Linked DNA regions of Mus musculus: region 1 is linked to region 2. The links are chromatin contacts, called in public Micro-C maps. All regions are on one chromosome and are shown on one strand. Each heading gives the region's core, a stretch centred on a gene start, on an enhancer-like site or on the middle of the called end of the contact. The rest is flanking DNA. Distances are from core to core; before and after follow the strand shown. Region 1 holds the start of 0610040F04Rik (RIKEN cDNA 0610040F04 gene). Region 2 holds the start of Lrrn1 (leucine rich repeat protein 1, neuronal).

Region 1 (5,402 bases), core at 2,291-4,790, 1.1 Mb after region 2:
ATGATATCTATATATGTATATATATGTAACATATAAAAATATTTTTTATGATTCCCCCCGATTTTACCTCCACATTGCTGACATTAAAGGCAAATGGTGACGCCACTCCCAGTTTTATGCTCTGTTGGGGACAGAACTCAGGCTTTAATGCATGGCAAGCAAACAAGAGAGCAGGCAGGCAGGCAGGCAGGCAGGCAGGCAGGCAGGCAGGCAGGCAGGCAGGCAACTCTATCAACTGAGCTACAATAGCCCCTAAATAACACACAAGTTATTTTGTTTGCTTGCCTGCCTGCCTGTCTTCCTTTCTTCCTTTCCCCCTCCCTTCTTTTTACAAATTTAAAAAAAAAGAAGAAATCCAGATACAGCCAGATAGGGATAATGTTAAAGCCTGGGAGTATATTTGGAACAAATAAAAAGTAGGAATTAGTTTATGTCTACAATGTTCAGAACTCAGGAAGCTGAGGCAGGAGGATTTCGAGATCAACGCCTACCTGATGTAGGGAGCTTGTAAATAACTTAAAAAAATTTTTTTTTAATTGAACAATTTACATATTTTGTTATTTACAGCTACAGAGCAAGTAACGATGGAAAGTTACTGATTAAATGATTTTAAGGATGTTATTTTCCTGAACCATGAACCATGCAGGCAAAATTGCAGAGATTAACTCCTGGGGGGAAGGGGCCGGGGACACAAGAGAGGACATATCCTCCTTTCTCTGACAGAGGGTATTTCCTAGTGGAACTGTAGTTTTGGCGCAACCATGACAACGCTTCCCCCTTAGAGTCACAGGAAGGTGGCAGCCCTTCCTCACTCCCACCCTACCTCAAGAGTGCCAGGACACATCCAAACCTCTGGTCCTGCTGCTCACCTCCTGGCAGGAAGGTGGGAGCATTCATTCCCTCCAGGGAGATTGATTATAACCTGTCAGCCAAACTATGTCTGTCTGGGGAGGAGGGATGGATCTCTAAGCCCCAAAGTGAGGTCAGCCAGTGAACAGTTAGAAAAGCAATCATTTCTCACACTTACTAATGGGTTTGACGCTTGTGAAACATAAACAGGAAGTAGAAGCTTGAGCGACCTGAAGGAAATGCACTCCCAGTTTGATCAACATGCGAATCCCAGTCCTCCAGGTCGTCAGAACACTGACAATGACGACTGACCCACCAAACTGCGCCCAGTTCTAGCAGTGACCTCATTTTCCCCCAATTTCCCAGCCAGGTCACTCCGCAGCGGGTTGACTGACCCTAAGCACGGTAGGGAAGGTTAACAGTCATCTCTCAACTCTCCGAACTTGCAGGGCAGGGGAGCGCAGAGGTCAGTGAAATCCCCAGCCAGGCCTTATTTTAGTCATGAATTTCCACTGGCCCCTTGCTGTGTGTCAGCGCCGCTCACAGCGCCGCAGGTTCTGCGTTTCAGATGCTTTCCCAGCTCCGGGCTGTTAGAAGGTCAAAGAGACCAGATTTTTCCAATGCAGGTCGGTGGGGGTGGGGCCGGGCGGCCTCCGCGAGATTGAAGAGAGCTGGGGCCCCTGGTGCTGCCCCTTTGTGCCCCGCGCACCGGCCTGTGGGTTAACCCCTACTACCTAAACCTCTTGGTTAGTATTAAATGAAAACTTTCTCATCTTATATTCCCTGCCAGTGGCCCTGTTAGACTTTCTGCTGAAGGCGGTCTTCTGGTTGGCCTCGTTGGCTCCTTCCCAAAGGTCCTTGTAAATTCAAGGTCAAAATCCGTGTTTGCCACCTCCACTGTCTCCAGCCGCGAGCTCGACTGGGTAAAGGGCTCAGTGAACTTGTGCTGCATAAATGTGGAGATTTCACTGTGATCAACCAAGAGGATGGGGCGGGAGGAGGGACCCGGGCGGGGGGGGGGGTCCTGCTTTCTCCTCTCTCTCTCCTGTCCTGGAATAGACTGCAAACAGCGCCACCCAAGTTCCTGGTTAGCAGCGGGATCCCATGCAGATCCCTTGCAGCCCGGTGCGCGGGGGTCTAGGCTTGGAAGCCAGCGCGGAGAGGCTTGCAAGTGAGCCGAGCTCCGGCCCGCGTCCGGGCCACGTGAAGCGTCACGCCCCGCGCTGCTGCAGGGCAGGCGCCGTCGCCGCGGTTGTGTAACGCTGCAGCCGGAGGGGAGGCGACCCGGACGCCTCTGCATCGGAGGGGGCAGAGGAGGGAGGGAACGCCGGGCACTGTGCCCGGTATCTTTCTGTGCTTGACTAGCCAGGGTGGGTGGGGGCAGTGAGGCACCCTGAAAGGCGGGAGGAGATGGGTGCGCGCCAGTCGGGTGCCAGGCCACCCGCAGGCTGCGCCTGGGACCTGAGCTCCCGGGAGAGTCCGGGGTGGGGGTGGGGGGAGGGGGTCGGCACGGCTCACACGGTCCACGGTCAGGTGCGCGCGGCGTGCTCGGCGGCGGCCTCGGCTGCCCTAGCTCCTGGCCACCAGCCCGCTTCCCATGGGGTGACATCCGCCCCGCCCTCGGTCCCTCCCCAAGGCGGGCAATTCCTGGACACTGAGGCTGAGCGCTGGGGGGGGGGGGGGGGGGGGGGCTGGGAAGCCAGGACGGAAAGAAACCCCAGCCTCTGGAGAAGGCTAAGGGGGGCCGACGACTCCCTCAGCTGCGCACCGGTTCCTAGGAGCGGGCCAGGCGGGGGAGGAGGAAGAAGGCTGGGCTGGAGCGACCAAGGGGATATTCCTCTCCCGGCTTGAGTCAGACGCGGGCGGAATCCGTCCTCCCCCGTTCCCTCCCAGGAGACGGGAACTTACTTCATTTCCCTGGGGCAGGTTCGCCCACGTTACCAACTCTTCCCCCCCCCCCTCCAGCTCCCCGGTTCCTTCCAGCTTCCGTGCCCCCCACCCAGCTGGGCAGGACTCTGGCTGCGCTGCCACCCCCTCTTTCGGGGAAAGGAGGCCGCAGCCGCAGACACCTGGGGGCCCGAGGTTTGGAGGGGGGGGGGGCACTTCGCAGCCGCCAGAGCGTTGTCCAACACGTGAGGCTCATGTGATGAAGCCGGGGGAGGGCGGGCAGGTCGCTCCTTCCCTCCCCGGCAGCGGCCAGACGTGCTTGGAGTCACAGGGTAGAACACGTAGCTTCTACCCACCCACTCGCTCCCATTTAACCCAGCCCGCAGCCTCTCCTTACTCCTCGGCTCGTCCCCTCCAGCAACTCCCCCCCCCCCGCCCCGCCCGCTCCGCCCTGAGCAACCCCCCCTTCCCTCCCGCCTCTCCGCCCGCCCCACTTCTCATTCACTTGGCTCGCACGGCGCAGACAGCGCAGCGAGCACACACCGCCAGTCTGTGTGCAGAGCGGGAGCCAGAAGCCGTGGGGACACCCGGCCATGCACGCCCCCAACTGAAGCGACACCTCAAAGCCGCTGCTCCTGGCATCCCAGCGCATTGCAAGGAAGCTCAGGCTAGCTCATAGGAACATACCTCTTGAGACCCTCGGATCCTCCCTTCCAGGGCAGCCCTTTCTCAGACTCTACTAAGTGCAGACAGGAGCGCACAGTGGCCCCTGCTCGCCGCATCATGGAACGGATCCCCAGCGCGCAACCACCTCCTACCTGCCTGCCCAAAGCTCCAGGGCTGGAGCACGGAGACCTGTCAGGGTAAGTGTGTGCTGTGATCCCTTCAAGTCTCCACTCCTAACCTTGTGTTCCGCGACACTCTCAACTTGGGGCATCTCTGAGAGTATAGGGGGCTTCTTTCACGTCTAGGGCTCCTGCAGCTAGTACGCACTCGGGAGTCACGGCTTTTTCTGACCTCTCTCCCTGCAGGATGGATTTTGCCCACATGTACCAAGTGTACAAGTCCAGGCGGGGAATAAAACGGAGCGAAGACAGCAAGGTAGGTGCATCCCTGGGAACCTCATTCCTTAGCCCCTCGTGTGCGCTGAGTTTCCAAGAAAAGTTTGCTTGTTTCAAGGTTGGCTGGGGGGTTCAAGATGAGATGAGCTCATTGCCACAAATGAGTGACTTGGGAAAGAAGGGGCAGAGAAGGTGAATCTGGGTGCGTCTCTGCGCCCTCGCAGAATTTTTCCCCCCTGCTACCGGTTGGGAAGGAAGGGAGGAAGCTTCGTTCCCTTCCCCGGGCACCCATTGCTTCCATGTATTCCATGCAGGAAACTTACAAACTGCCGCACCGGCTGATTGAGAAAAAGAGACGTGACCGGATTAACGAGTGCATTGCCCAGCTGAAGGATCTCCTACCCGAACATCTCAAACTTACTGTAAGTGAGAAGCTGGCTGCGCTCCAACCCAGTTCTTCTGCCCAGAGGGCGGATGGTGGGGTGGGGGTGTCTCTCGCCGCCTGCAGGCGTCACGGGGAACTGCATGCTAGACGGGCGGATCAAAGCTTCTGGTTTGGAGGGAACCCATCCCCAGACCCAGAACTTCCTAAGCAGAGGCAGAACCAGAACCATCTGGGGCCTCTTTAAGTTGGCTTCAACACTAACACAGCTTCCTTTTGGTAGTTTTTTTTTCTCTCTCTCACCACCTTGTAGTCTCCCTGACTTAAAGAAGCAAACCACGAAATTAAAAACTTAAGCCTTGTCCGCTTTTCATTTACAATAGGACCTACTTTATTTAATGTGTGCCTTTTTTTTTTTTCGTCATAATCTTTACTGGTAGCCAAAAGCTTTTTAGCTTTTCCTTCGGGAAAAGTATTTGGAAAGGAAGACAAAAAGCCAGCATGACTGGAAGTTCTGAACAAGTGTCAGGGGGGAAAGAAAGAAAGAAAGAAACGCAACACATTGGGAAAGCCACTTGGTTGCCAGACACAGTAGACATCCCTCCCTGGGTTGACACCACAGCAGATAAATGTTATCCCCGGAGTCCCCTAAGTTAAGGTCAGGGCAGCTGCTGGAGAAATATATCTGTCAGCTCACTCCCTAGACTGTAACAACTACCAAAATGCCTCCAAAGATAGACAACACGTGTCTGGCTTTTTTTTTTTTTTAAGCTTTTGATCATCTATGTGTATATGTTAAAACATCTGCAAACTTTAAATTTAGTGGAGCAGGAAAGACTCTTCCTATCTTTGTTGTTGTTGACACCCAATTCTCCTAACAGATAGTGTCAGAAGGGACTCCACTGACCTCACGGGTGACAGACTCTCCGTTTTTTTCTTCTTCTTCAGACTTTGGGTCACTTGGAAAAAGCAGTGGTTCTGGAGCTTACGTTGAAGCACGTGAAAGCATTGACAAATCTAATTGATCAGCAGCAGCAGAAAATCATTGCCCTGCAGAGCGGTTTACAAGCTGGTGAGTCCCCGGCCTGATTAGTGTCTCCTGAGAGCTCAGTGCCAATCTAGCCCCTGGGAGCTCGCTCTGGCTTCTGACTCTTCTGTTACCATTCATTTTTCACAGTCACTGGGCAGGGGTGGGGGGGGGGGAGATGCTCTTCTGATTCTTT
Region 2 (5,244 bases), core at 1,272-3,771:
GCAGTGACCAAGTAGAAGTAGGTTAGGCTTCCTTCCTCACTCTTACTTTGGGGAAGAGAGAAATTGGTGTAAATAAATGATATGCTTGTTTAAAAGAAATGACTCGAATGGCAGGGAGAGCATTTCTCTTGCTGGCTCTGCCAGTTTCTTGGAGTACACAGCTCTGGCATCACAATCCCCCATCTGACTCGATGTCTTTTTTTTTTTTTTTCTTTTTTTCTTTTAATCTGTAAAACCTGGCTACATCATGCCTACTGGTTATGTCTGTCAGTGCTTGCTATCTGCCACACAGTAAGACATCTGCAGGGATTGTACTTACTTATTCTCACTTAAGCAACACACTTCCTTGGACTGGGACTGTGATTAGTCCCACTTTAGAGCCAAGAAAACTAAGGCTTAAAGCGGCAAAGTGACATTCCCATGGGGACATAGACCCTAATTGCAGTTCTGAGCTTTAAAACCATATTGGCCTGTTTTCGAAGGTCATACCTTGGTGCCGGATTCACACCACCATCCTCATGGAGTCTTCTAAAACCTGGATGCTCTTACAGATCTTTGGAGTAAGCCCTCTCCATCCAAGCTCCACCTCTCCGCCGCTTAGGAGCCACCCTGCATCACACAGTGCAGTATCATCTCTCTCCATCTCCCAAGAACATACAGACTTTCCAAGTCCTCTTGAAAGGCCACATACACGTTTCTATGTCTACCAGTAACTCCTTTTAAACTCTATCCTACATGCAGTCTACATGAAAAATGAAGAGAAAAAAAAACATAATCTAGTCTAATCTAAACTCAACTTATTTTTTCTTTTTCTTTTGTCTGGCTATCTCTACAATTCACTCATTATTTAACCTTCATACTAACAGTGTCTTTCCCTAGAACCTATTAAGGTGCCCCATTTGACTACCAGTGGCTACAAAATACTATTGGGACGATATGAAGCTGATTGACAAGTGTAAGCAAACACTTTTCAGATATCTATGCAAGACGGTGGGGGGGGGGGGATATAGGGATCAAGAATGCAGGATTACTGTTATTGAATCTCTCTCCTAGCACTAACGACTTCAAAAGTAATTTCTGTGATAACGTAGTCTTCCAAATTCCCCAGAATTTCTTTTTTTTTAAATTAGGTATTTTAGCTCATTTACATTTCCAATGCTATACCAAAAGTCCCCCATACCCACCCCCACTCCCTTACCCGCCCACTCCCCCTTTTTGGCCCTGGCGTTCCCCTGTTCTGGGGCATATAAAGTTTGTGTGTCCAATGGGCCTCTCTTTCCAGTGATGGCCGACTAGGCCATCTTTTGATACACATGCAGCTAGAGTCAAGAGCTCCGGGGTACTGGTTAGTTCATAATGTTGATCCACCTATAGGGTTGCAGATCCCTTTAGCTCCTTGGGTACTTTCTCTAGCTCCTCCATTGGGAGCCCCGTGATCCATCCATTAGCTGACTGTGGGCATCCACTTCTGTGTTTGCTAGGCCCCGGCATAGTCTTACAAGAGACAGCTACATCTGGGTCCTTTCGATAAAATCTTGCTAGTGTATGCAATAGTGTCAGCGTTTGGATGCTGATTATGGGGTGGATCCCTGGATAAGGCAGTCTCTACATGGTCCATCCTTTCACAAATTCCCCAGAATTTCTTGACTTGAGTATCCCGGGGAAATAAAATCAGGTTCTCTTTCTCAAAGTTGCTGATGCTCTCTCTCTCTCTCTCTCTCTCTCTCTCTCTCTCTCTTAAAGCTGATTCCCCCAATAGCACTTATCAAAGGCTTTTCCTGAACCTTGCTTTGGATTGTCACTTTGAAGTTGAGACCCTGGTTCAGGTCTAGTCTTCAACCACTTCCACCCTCCCTTCCACACTCTTGCCTGCCTCCCACCACCCTTGCCCTCACACCGCTCTGCAGTCTGCACTTTCAATCAATCCTCTGCTAATGTGAACACAAGTTTCACACCTAACCAAACAGACACTACACAGTTTCAAAGTTTCAGAATTGTTTCCAGAAAGCCTCCAGAATTTCACAGTGGCTTTGCCTCGCAATTAAGGGTCACAGAACTACCCTGGGTTCGGCAAGGGCATTAACCATTTCAGCTGCGGGTATGTATGTATGCACCACATAGCCAACTATCTCCAAAGGATGGGTCAGATCTCATACTTAAAACTCCATTGCAGTCCCATGGAGACTATGGCGTTCCTACAAGGGTTCTTCCCCTGTCCTTGCCTTCCTCTCCCAGTCACAGTCTTTCGTCCCTATTTTTTTAAAAAAGAAGAAAATGAAAAAAAGAAAAAAGGAGTGGCTCTCTGCTCCCTGCAGCGGCTGTAGTGGCATTGCAGCGATCTGGCAGGCCCAGGGTGGCGGGCCCGAGCTGCCCCTTTGTTGGGCGGGCTACAGATGGTGCCCCAGCGCGGGACTGCGCCTAGGCGGGCGTAGCGGGCGGGAGGGCGGGAGGGGGAGGCCGGGAAGGGGGTCGGGCGGGAGGGGAGGAGACCGCTAAGCAGCCAATCGGCGCGCAGCCCATCAGCTGACCGCTTTTGCTTACACCAGGTGCACGCCGGCTGCGGGGAGCACAAAGCGGGGCGCACGGAGGGCGCCGGCAGCAAGCCGTGAAGCCAGGCGAGGGCCGTGCGCCCCGGTTTGCAGCGCTTGTCGGGCGGGGACCGGGGCCCGCGGCGTCCTCCCAGACAGTGGCATCCTTGCCACCGCACTCCGAGGCGCCTCGGGCGCCTTCCTTGAGACCGATCCTTCGCTGCCCCGCCCTCTGCACCCCATTTCTTCTACCCTCTTTCCTATTCCCGCCTGTCTCTACCACGACCCCCAAGAACGCGATTTAGCCCAGCCCCGCGCAGCAGCTGTTGCTCCCGCGGCTGTCTCGCCTTGCATCTTGGTGCTCTGCTGGGGGTCCCCCAAGGAGCCAGTGCGCGCTGCGGGCTGGGTGGAGGCGCTGCTCTGCCGGTCCTCATCCTCCGGCTAGTGGCTGCTGCTGCCACCACCACCCGCTCCGTGCGCACCCCAACACCCCTGTCAGCCCAGCCTTAGGGTAAGTGCCCGGACCAACTGGGCCGCAGCAGGAGGTGTGGGAGGCAGCGGGAGGTGTGGGAGGCAGCAGGGAGGAAGTAGAGACAAACTTGGCAGCTTGGCGGACCCTACTGCGTTTGAGAAACCTCGGGATAAGATCTCAGGGCTAAGGGGAACAAGGGGGCGCGGTTTCTCGAGCAAGGAGGAAAAACGAAGTCGGGAAAGGAGAATCTACCGATCACCCTCTTGCCTTCAAAATGAAGCAGGGCGAGCGAGAGCAATAGTTGAGAAGAAAGGCCAGACAGAAATGGGCAAAAGGCAGTGACTGGAGCTGAGGCCCCAGGATCTCAGGGACCCATCAGAGGGGGAAAGAGAAGAGAAGGCTTGGTGCTGTGATCAGGGGAAAGAAGCTGGGGACCTGGGAAGAGAGCAGACAGAAGACCCAGGGAGTTGGAAATGGGGTCAAAAGGAAAGAAAGGTGGCAGGTTGTGGGGAGAGGAAAAGGTCTCGGCAGAGGCTACGATGCTAAGAATAAAGAGCAAGGAGTGTAATTAACAAAACACTGAGGATACTGAAGTCAGAGCATTGGGGAGAACATACTCAACTGTTATGTGGTCCAAGGAGGAGAAAACTGTTTTGAGCCTAGAAGGGGTAGCTCCCTTAAGGAGGCTTGCTACAGACGTGGAAATTTCAGGGAAGTCTTGATCTTTTCCAGGCATTCTGCTCTGGGGTCAGTGACTAGGAAAGTTTGCCAGCGAGTGTCCTTTGTGCTGCAAGGAGAGGGGTGTGGGCTGCTGCCTACTGATTCGGTGCTTCCTAGGTTCCTGCGGTCACCGCTACCTCAGAGGGAAGTCCTTGGCTGGCTGGGTTCCCTCCCTTCCTCCCCCCGCCCCCAACCCTCTACCGAAAGCCTAGCAGCCAAGAGGTGCCCTGCACACTGGGTAGATTGGAAAGTTCGTCCTGGGTCTTTTGCCGGACAGGACAGCAGGCACGGATGCGCAGGCTGGAAGATTCCGTAGTAGTACTTGCTCCAGAGGGACCTTGTCTGCGGTATCCACAGCAATAGCCTCAAAGCCAACTGAGCAAAGAGTGAGGGATCAGAGTGTAAACGCCTTCGAGTGCCTGAATCACGTAGGCAAACGCTCCTAGATCGCATCCTGTCTTTAGTATGTTCATTCGCAGACCCAGATAATAAAACAAATGTGGATGCATTCAAATTTGCCAAGGAAACAACTGCTGACTTGGACTTTTTCCTGTAGCGTCTTCTGAGTCTATCCTGTTATCTTGTTTTGTAGTTCAATTTACCACAGCCATCTAGGCAATTAATATTACACACGAATGGTCATTACTTCATTTTTAAAAGGCAGAACTTGAGTGGAAAGTTCAGGAAGATTTATACGTTGACCTGTATAAAGCTGGAGTCCAAGTGATATTACTGGCTCCAAGGCCCTGTGTGTCATGAAGTCTCTAATTTGCATGCAAATGTAAGGGGATCCTGGCAGATGTCTGGCCTCATCCATTCACATGAAGGAATTTGAAAAGACAAGGAGTCTTCAGTTAACAATAGACCTTAAGAACGTGGAATAAAGGCGCAGTGTGAGTTTCTCTGTTTGGGGACTCCATGGCTTGCTGATACCTTTATTCACGAGCCAAAATTGTAGTGTGGTATTATATGGAAAGCTACATTGGCTCTTACCTGGCTGTAGATGTGCCGGCTACATATAGGGCCTATTTCTCTGCAGGCGGTAACTGTAATCAGTCCACTTCCAGGGCTTTGAAGTGATGTCTTCACAGACTTCGAAACTTTTAAAGTTCTTTTTCCTTTTCTTTGAATGATGTTTTGCCTTGGCCAACATTTTCTCCCTGTCCTGTAAGATAAGTAATGTAGGAACAGGTAGTTGTCACTGATCATCTGGAAGATCTTACTAGAATGATCACTGTCCATTTAACCTCATTTGGGTTCCATAGGTGCTAAAGTTAGAGAACTGCAGGTGATGGGCATCCAATTCCAGCAAAGGAAACAGACCTGGCTCTGTGTGTGAGGACGTCTCACTACAGAACAGCGAGCAGAGGAAGTCATTCAATGGACTCCCAAAGCAAGGACCTTTCTATCTTGTATAGTATGAGCCAGTCTGCTATGCTGTTCACCTCCTGATAGTGTTAAGACCAATGGAACAAAAGCAGGGCATCCTGTGCTGTATCTGAGGCTTGCAGTCCTAACCCCTGA

Evidence for each region. Hi-C and Micro-C count contacts between places; a contact is called where the count stands out from the background.
Region 1: a Micro-C map of embryonic stem cells shows a contact between it and region 2, with 5 times the contacts expected there. The contact joins the promoter of 0610040F04Rik here to the promoter of Lrrn1 in region 2. A contact is called at or near these places in 2 of 39 promoter capture datasets (hippocampal neurons and second pharyngeal arch cranial neural crest), 1 of 484 Hi-C or Micro-C datasets (embryonic stem cells) and 1 of 115 datasets of contacts at active chromatin or transcription factors (astrocytes).

Annotation. Positions count from the first base shown.
Region 1 is chr6:108,657,394-108,662,795 of GRCm38.p6, forward strand. It overlaps 0610040F04Rik (RIKEN cDNA 0610040F04 gene), which reads right to left and starts at 3,541. Exons shown (of 7, transcript NR_104577.1): 1 at 3,424-3,541. It overlaps Bhlhe40 (basic helix-loop-helix family, member e40), which reads left to right and starts at 3,236. Exons shown (of 5, transcript NM_011498.4): 1 at 3,236-3,599; 2 at 3,768-3,837; 3 at 4,112-4,219; 4 at 5,128-5,251. The coding sequence starts at 3,520.
Region 2 is chr6:107,527,205-107,532,448 of GRCm38.p6, forward strand. It overlaps Lrrn1 (leucine rich repeat protein 1, neuronal), which reads left to right and starts at 2,522. Exons shown (of 2, transcript NM_008516.4): 1 at 2,522-3,039.